2 separate regions of the Triticum aestivum genome follow, and region 2 is linked to region 1. A link is a contact called in public Hi-C data. All regions are on one chromosome and are shown on one strand. The core of a region is the stretch at or near the end of the contact, and the rest is flanking DNA. Distances in the headings are between cores, read along the strand shown. Region 1 holds the start of LOC123145586 (probable RNA-binding protein ARP1). Region 2 holds the start of LOC123145589 (pterin-4-alpha-carbinolamine dehydratase 2, mitochondrial).

What was found. A called contact is a pair of places that touch in the nucleus more often than the background predicts.
Region 2: a contact with region 1 is called in a Hi-C map of leaf, with 5 times the contacts expected there. The contact joins the promoter of LOC123145589 here to the promoter of LOC123145586 in region 1. A contact is called at or near these places in 4 of 5 Hi-C or Micro-C datasets (leaf and root) and 1 of 1 datasets of contacts at active chromatin or transcription factors (leaf).

The regions. Positions count from the first base shown.
Region 1 is chr6D:429,522,554-429,525,253 of IWGSC CS RefSeq v2.1, reverse strand. It overlaps LOC123145586 (probable RNA-binding protein ARP1), which reads left to right and starts at 1,265. Exons shown (of 8, transcript XM_044565047.1): 1 at 1,265-1,735; 2 at 1,827-2,180; 3 at 2,298-2,421. The coding sequence starts at 1,905.
Region 2 is chr6D:429,950,827-429,953,526 of IWGSC CS RefSeq v2.1, reverse strand. LOC123145589 (pterin-4-alpha-carbinolamine dehydratase 2, mitochondrial) reads left to right here and starts at 1,436. Exons shown (of 7, transcript XM_044565050.1): 1 at 1,436-1,736; 2 at 1,945-2,030; 3 at 2,117-2,241. The coding sequence starts at 1,436. It overlaps LOC123145588 (lysine-specific histone demethylase 1 homolog 1), which reads right to left and starts at 1,423. Exons shown (of 1, transcript XM_044565048.1): 1 at 1-1,423. The coding sequence starts at 1,273.

The DNA of each region.
Region 1 (2,700 bases), core at 16-2,515:
TTGCCACTAGAAATTCTTTTTGGGCCTGGATTTTTCATATGCTGTCTAGATACTTGTTTCAAAATTATGCGGCGAAGTGTCCAGAAATGTGCAACACCTAACGTTGACTACAATATTTCTGTGCAACTTTTTTTTTTGTAGAACGACCCTGAGGAGGTACTTTGGCCGTCTAGAGCATCTTCAATAGTTGTGGTAATAATTGCTGCATAGGAATTTTTTAGTGATGTGGCATAGAACAAGTGTGAAGAGATTGCAGGTGGAATTTCATAAGCTCTCAGCTGGAATATATATACCGAACCAAGAACTTTTTTTTATTCAAACCAAAAACCTTTGCATAAGCTCTCAAATGGGATTTCACTGATCCTATTAGGACATTTTCCTCACAAACCGACATACAAACTAGTACTACTTCCTCCATCCAATAATATAAGACTAAGCTTGTAAAAACATCTTTACATCACGGGACGAAGGGAGTAGTATAGAAGTAGGAATTTTACACATTTGTCTTAGAGCAGCCACAGTGGATCAAGGTTTGGCCGAGAGGCCAAGGCGAACGCCCCTTGATAATCTCTTAATGGCGTCCACGGCAGCAATGCACCAGCTAGCGCAGCGGACGGAAGCGCCACTGACATCGCCCCGATGGCTCGCTGCTAATCTCGTCTCGTGGATAATAACGACTAACTAACGACGTACCTTCCTCCCCGCCCTGCCAGCCGGAGAGAAACGACCATCTCCACGGTCAACGCCAGAAGAGTCGCCAACGATGCATGGACAACCCCCCTAGTGATATCCACGACAGCTCGCTCCTGGTTGCTCTTTCCACACAAATTCCCTTCCCACTAATTATCATATACATATAGCCAACAAATGACGACCGGTACACGTACGCGTATACGTAACCCCGAGTACATATTCCGTATACATCACCGCGCTTTTATTACTAGTGTTTAATCAGCTAGACTCCCATTATAGCAAACCAATGCGTAGCTAGTAGTACAGCTAAGTAGGCACGCACGGTCGGCGTTGGTTCCTCCCCCCGGCCAATCTCGCCGCAGTACCGTCCGATGGCGCTAGCGTGTGGGGCCTTTCCGCACGAGGCGAAAATAAAAGTGGCGTGTCCGACGCGGGCAAGCCGGAGGAGAGAAGCAAGCCCGCAAGCAACCGCAACCCAAGAGGTGGTGCACCTAGCTCGCGCACCACACGCGCGCGCCCGTAGCAGCAGACGTGCCGCCGCTTGGCGCGCTAATCAGTAGGCGTAGTACTACTCCGTTGTTGCCTGGATCGATCGATCGGCCGAGAGGCGCGAGAGGGACAGGTCGGGGCAGCGCGAATCGCCCAAGTGGGGGAAGGTGGCTGGCGCTACGATGATGATACGACTCCAGCGCCTCTATCTCTCTATCGAGAAAAAGAATTGAATTTGAACGCAATGGAATACAACCAGGAGGGAGCCATTGGAAACGAGGGCTAGAAAAGGGTCATGCAGCTGTCATCCCACCCCGGAACCCTCTCGTCCAGCGCACGGCCGCCCCCTTCCCTCCCCTCCCAGTTGTGATATCCTTCCCCTCCCCCATCTCTTCCGAGGCGCAGCGGCTGGGTTATGGAAGAGCAGCTTTCCACCCGGATCGAGCGATTAAGAGAGATAGCCGGGAGGTGTTTGTGCAAGAGAGCCTTCCGGATCGGACCAAACCGGCCCGGCCAAAACCAGTGCTAGGCTGACCGCGGACGGACCAATCGGGTAAAGTCTCCTGCAGAGTCCAGGTTAGCTCAGCTATCCGTGTAATAGTTTGATCCCAGCAATATTTGGGTCCTCCCCAAGACCCAAACAGCGAGGAGAAGCGGAGGAACGAGGGTCGACTCGGCTGCGCGTTCGCGGGTTGCGTCCTAGCAAGCTACAGTTGGAAGAGATGGCGGCGACGGCGGCGGCATCGTCGTCGTCCCCGGCTGGCGGCGCCTCGTCGCCGACCCAGGCGCCGGGTGGAGGTGGAGGAGGAGGAGGCGGCGGCGTGCCGTACCACCGGTCGCGGTTCGGCGACACCACGCTGACCAAGGTGTTCGTTGGCGGGCTGGCCTGGGAGACGCCGTCCGCGGGGCTGCACGACCACTTTCGGGAGTACGGCGAGATACTCGAGGCGGTCGTCATCACCGATCGCGAGACGGGCCGATCCAAGGGCTACGGATTCGTACGTCCTCCTCCCTCCCCCCTCTCCCTCCCTCTCGCCGATACATACGCCATCGCCGGCGATCCGTCCGTTGTCCTCATCGGGCGGGTTCCCATCTTCTCTTCTCTGTGTGTGCAGGTGACGTTCCGGGACCCGGAGTCGGCGCAGCAGGCGGTGCAGAACCCGAACCCGATGATCGCCGGCCGGCGCGCCAACTGCAACATTGCGTCTATGGGCCCGCCGCGGCCGTCGCCGCAGAGAGGTGAGCAACAGTGAAAAAAAAACACCGAATAAATGCCTTCCTTTTTCTTCTCCCCCGCATGTGCATGGCAGTAATAACCGCGACATGATCAGCGGGGATCGGCCGTACGTAATTAGCAGGATAAGCTTGATTAGGGCTCGCGTCTTTCCTTCTCCTTCTTCTCCTTGCGTGTTAGCCAGCACGTTAGGATAAGATGATCCATTAACATTGCGTTAATGGGCGGATGGGCGGGGCCCGGCTACAGCTGCTGAAAGCTTTAAAAGACTGGGGCGCCAGCCG
Region 2 (2,700 bases), core at 187-2,686, 430 kb before region 1:
CCATGGAGAGATCAGCAAGAGGAGCGGCATTGGCATACTCCAGGTTGGCCAGATGCCAATCAAGAAGCATCCGTTCCTCTGGCTCAGCGGCAACACCATGCGCTGCCCGGAATGCCTCGAGTGCCATGCCAAGTGACACATCCACACCGTGTGGGACACTATCTGCGATAACCTGCCTCAGCTGGCAAACCTTGTCAAGAAGCTGGTTAAAGGCAGCTTCAACACGACCATCCATGTCAGGGTCAACTGGGCGGCCATCCGGAAGATACAGCGGGCACTTGTCCCGCACCTTGTGAAGTGGGAACCCAAGCTGCCGTGCTATGACACCAAGGGGGTTCCCATTAATACCAGTGAGCACACTGCCTCCCAGATCAGCAGAAGCAGCAATGTCAGGATAGTCTGCTGCAGAGGACCGCATTGTCTTAGTAAACACACGGCCACCTGGGCGGAGTCGGCCTTCGACGATGGCAACCTTGAAGCCAAGGGACATAAGGTGGCGTGCGGCGGCGAGGCCAGCAAAGCCAGCACCCACGATGAGGACAGAAGGGGGAGGATGGGAGGGAGGGGGGATTGGTGGTAGGGAGACAATGGAGGGGGCGAGGCCGAAATTGATGTAGGCATGGTCCGATAGGAAGGAGTGTGCGGCGGCGACGAGGGGCGCATGCTCGGCGCGGATGGATGCGAGCGCGGCGTTGGCCGCGACGGGGGAGAGGGGATTAGAGCGCCACAGCGCGAGAATATGGTTGCGCACGACGAGGTAGTTGGCCTGGTCGGCGCCACCTATGAGCGGGATGACGGCGGCGGCGACCTCGTCCTCGGAGAGGGTATCCGCGGGGAACCCCGCGGCGAGCGCGATGGTGGCCTCGGAATCCAGCTCCCGCGCCAGGCGGAGGGAGGAGTTGGTCGGCGGGCGGCCGCGGCGGCGCGGGATGCCGGCGAGGTGCGCCGCGGTGGCCCCCGACGAGGAGGATGCGCGGAGGACGCGGACGCCGGCCGTGGGGATCATGCCGGGGAACTGCTTCTTGCGGCGGCGGCGCTTCCGCGCGACGGTGGAGTCGTCGACGGCCGCGGTGGCGGAGGGGGCGGACGGGGTCGGGGAGGACGTGGGCGCGTCCTCCTCCATGGGCTCCGCGGCGTCTCCCCCGGCCGCGCCGTCCTCCATGGGCTCCGCGGCGGCGTCCTGGTCCATGGGGACGAGAGCTAGATGCCCCTCGGCTTCGGGCGCGTCGGGCGGAGGCAAGGGCGGCGGCTGCGCCCCGTTGCCTTCCTCCATTGGGGTCTCCGGGGAGGGATGCGGCGAGCTTCCCTCGGCGACTAGATTTGGGAATTGGGAGGGTTCAGGGGTTGGTTTAGGGCCAGAACTGTGCGGGGCGAAGGGAGAGTCGGGACGGGAGGGAAGAGGTGTCTGGCCCTGTGGAATGTGTTTCCGTAAAACATGCATGAAAGAGTACTTCACCTCTCCCCGTTTCCGTGCCTAGTAGACGCATCCGTTCCCTCATCTCTGAACACGTGTCTCAAACAAAAAAAGAGTCTGAACATAGAAGCTTCACCTGGACTCCCCACGGCACTGCGCCGCTGTCTCCCCGAAGGCCGAAGCTTAGGGATGGAGGGGCGTACCCTACTCCGCGACCAGGCGGCACCCAGCGCGTCCGCCCCCACTGGCCGCTCCGCCTCGCAGGCGACGGGGGACGAGGCCGCGGCTGAAGTCGGTGAGCGCGCGCCGCCGCCGCAGCCCCGTTCGTTTTCTAAATCTCTCTCGATCTAGGCCTCCTGGCTGGCTCCTGAACTGCACCCCCGTTCGTTTTTCTCCGTTCCTGCTTACGAATCCGTGTCTCTCTGTTGTCGTATCATCACTAGGCCATCCCCTGATGCGTGCTTCTGAGCTTGAGGCCACTGATCACCATGCAGTCCTGTAAAAAAAGCATGCGTTTTTTTTCTTTGCAGAATTATCAAAAAGGAGCTGTGTCTCATGCAATTCAAAGGATTTACAGGCCATGTCAGAAGATTCTGCTAAAACGTTGCTAGAGCAGGTTTTCTTTTCTTCCCATGCTTTGCTATAGTAAAAAAAAAAACTTGATTAAGACCGGTTATGTTGACTGACCTCCCTTGAAAACAGGTGACTGGCTGGGAGGTGAAAAATGAGGGTGACATTCTGAAGTTGCACAGGGCATGGAAGGTGAAGAGCTTTGCGAAAGGGCTTGAGTTCTTTCAGCTTGTTGCTGCTGTTGCGGAGGAAGAAGGGTCTCCTTTCTTTTGCTCTGTTCTTCGGATTCACGTTGTCTCGTTGTTCAGAATTCAGTTTTTTAAATGTCCCCTGTTCTCACCGCATTGGAATTTAACAATATCATTGGCACATACGGACCACAGCAAGTCGATGCACTGCTTACTACTCCCTATCTATCAAAACACAAGACGCTTTTTGATACAAAGGAAGTATCAAAAAACGTCTTATATTTTGATACGGATGGAGTATTATCAAAGAGGAGTTATTCACTTCCTGTCCTACAGTCCTAAATCCCCACTGTAATATTTAACAATATCATTTGGCACATACAGGCCGCAACAAGTAAATGCTGCTAACTATTATATATGTTCAGTATGCCAGTATCTTCACTTCTTCACAGTGATATTAATTGTTTGTGTTGTTAACTGGACTCCACATAATAGACAGCATAGCTACCCAGCCCTCACCAAACCTGG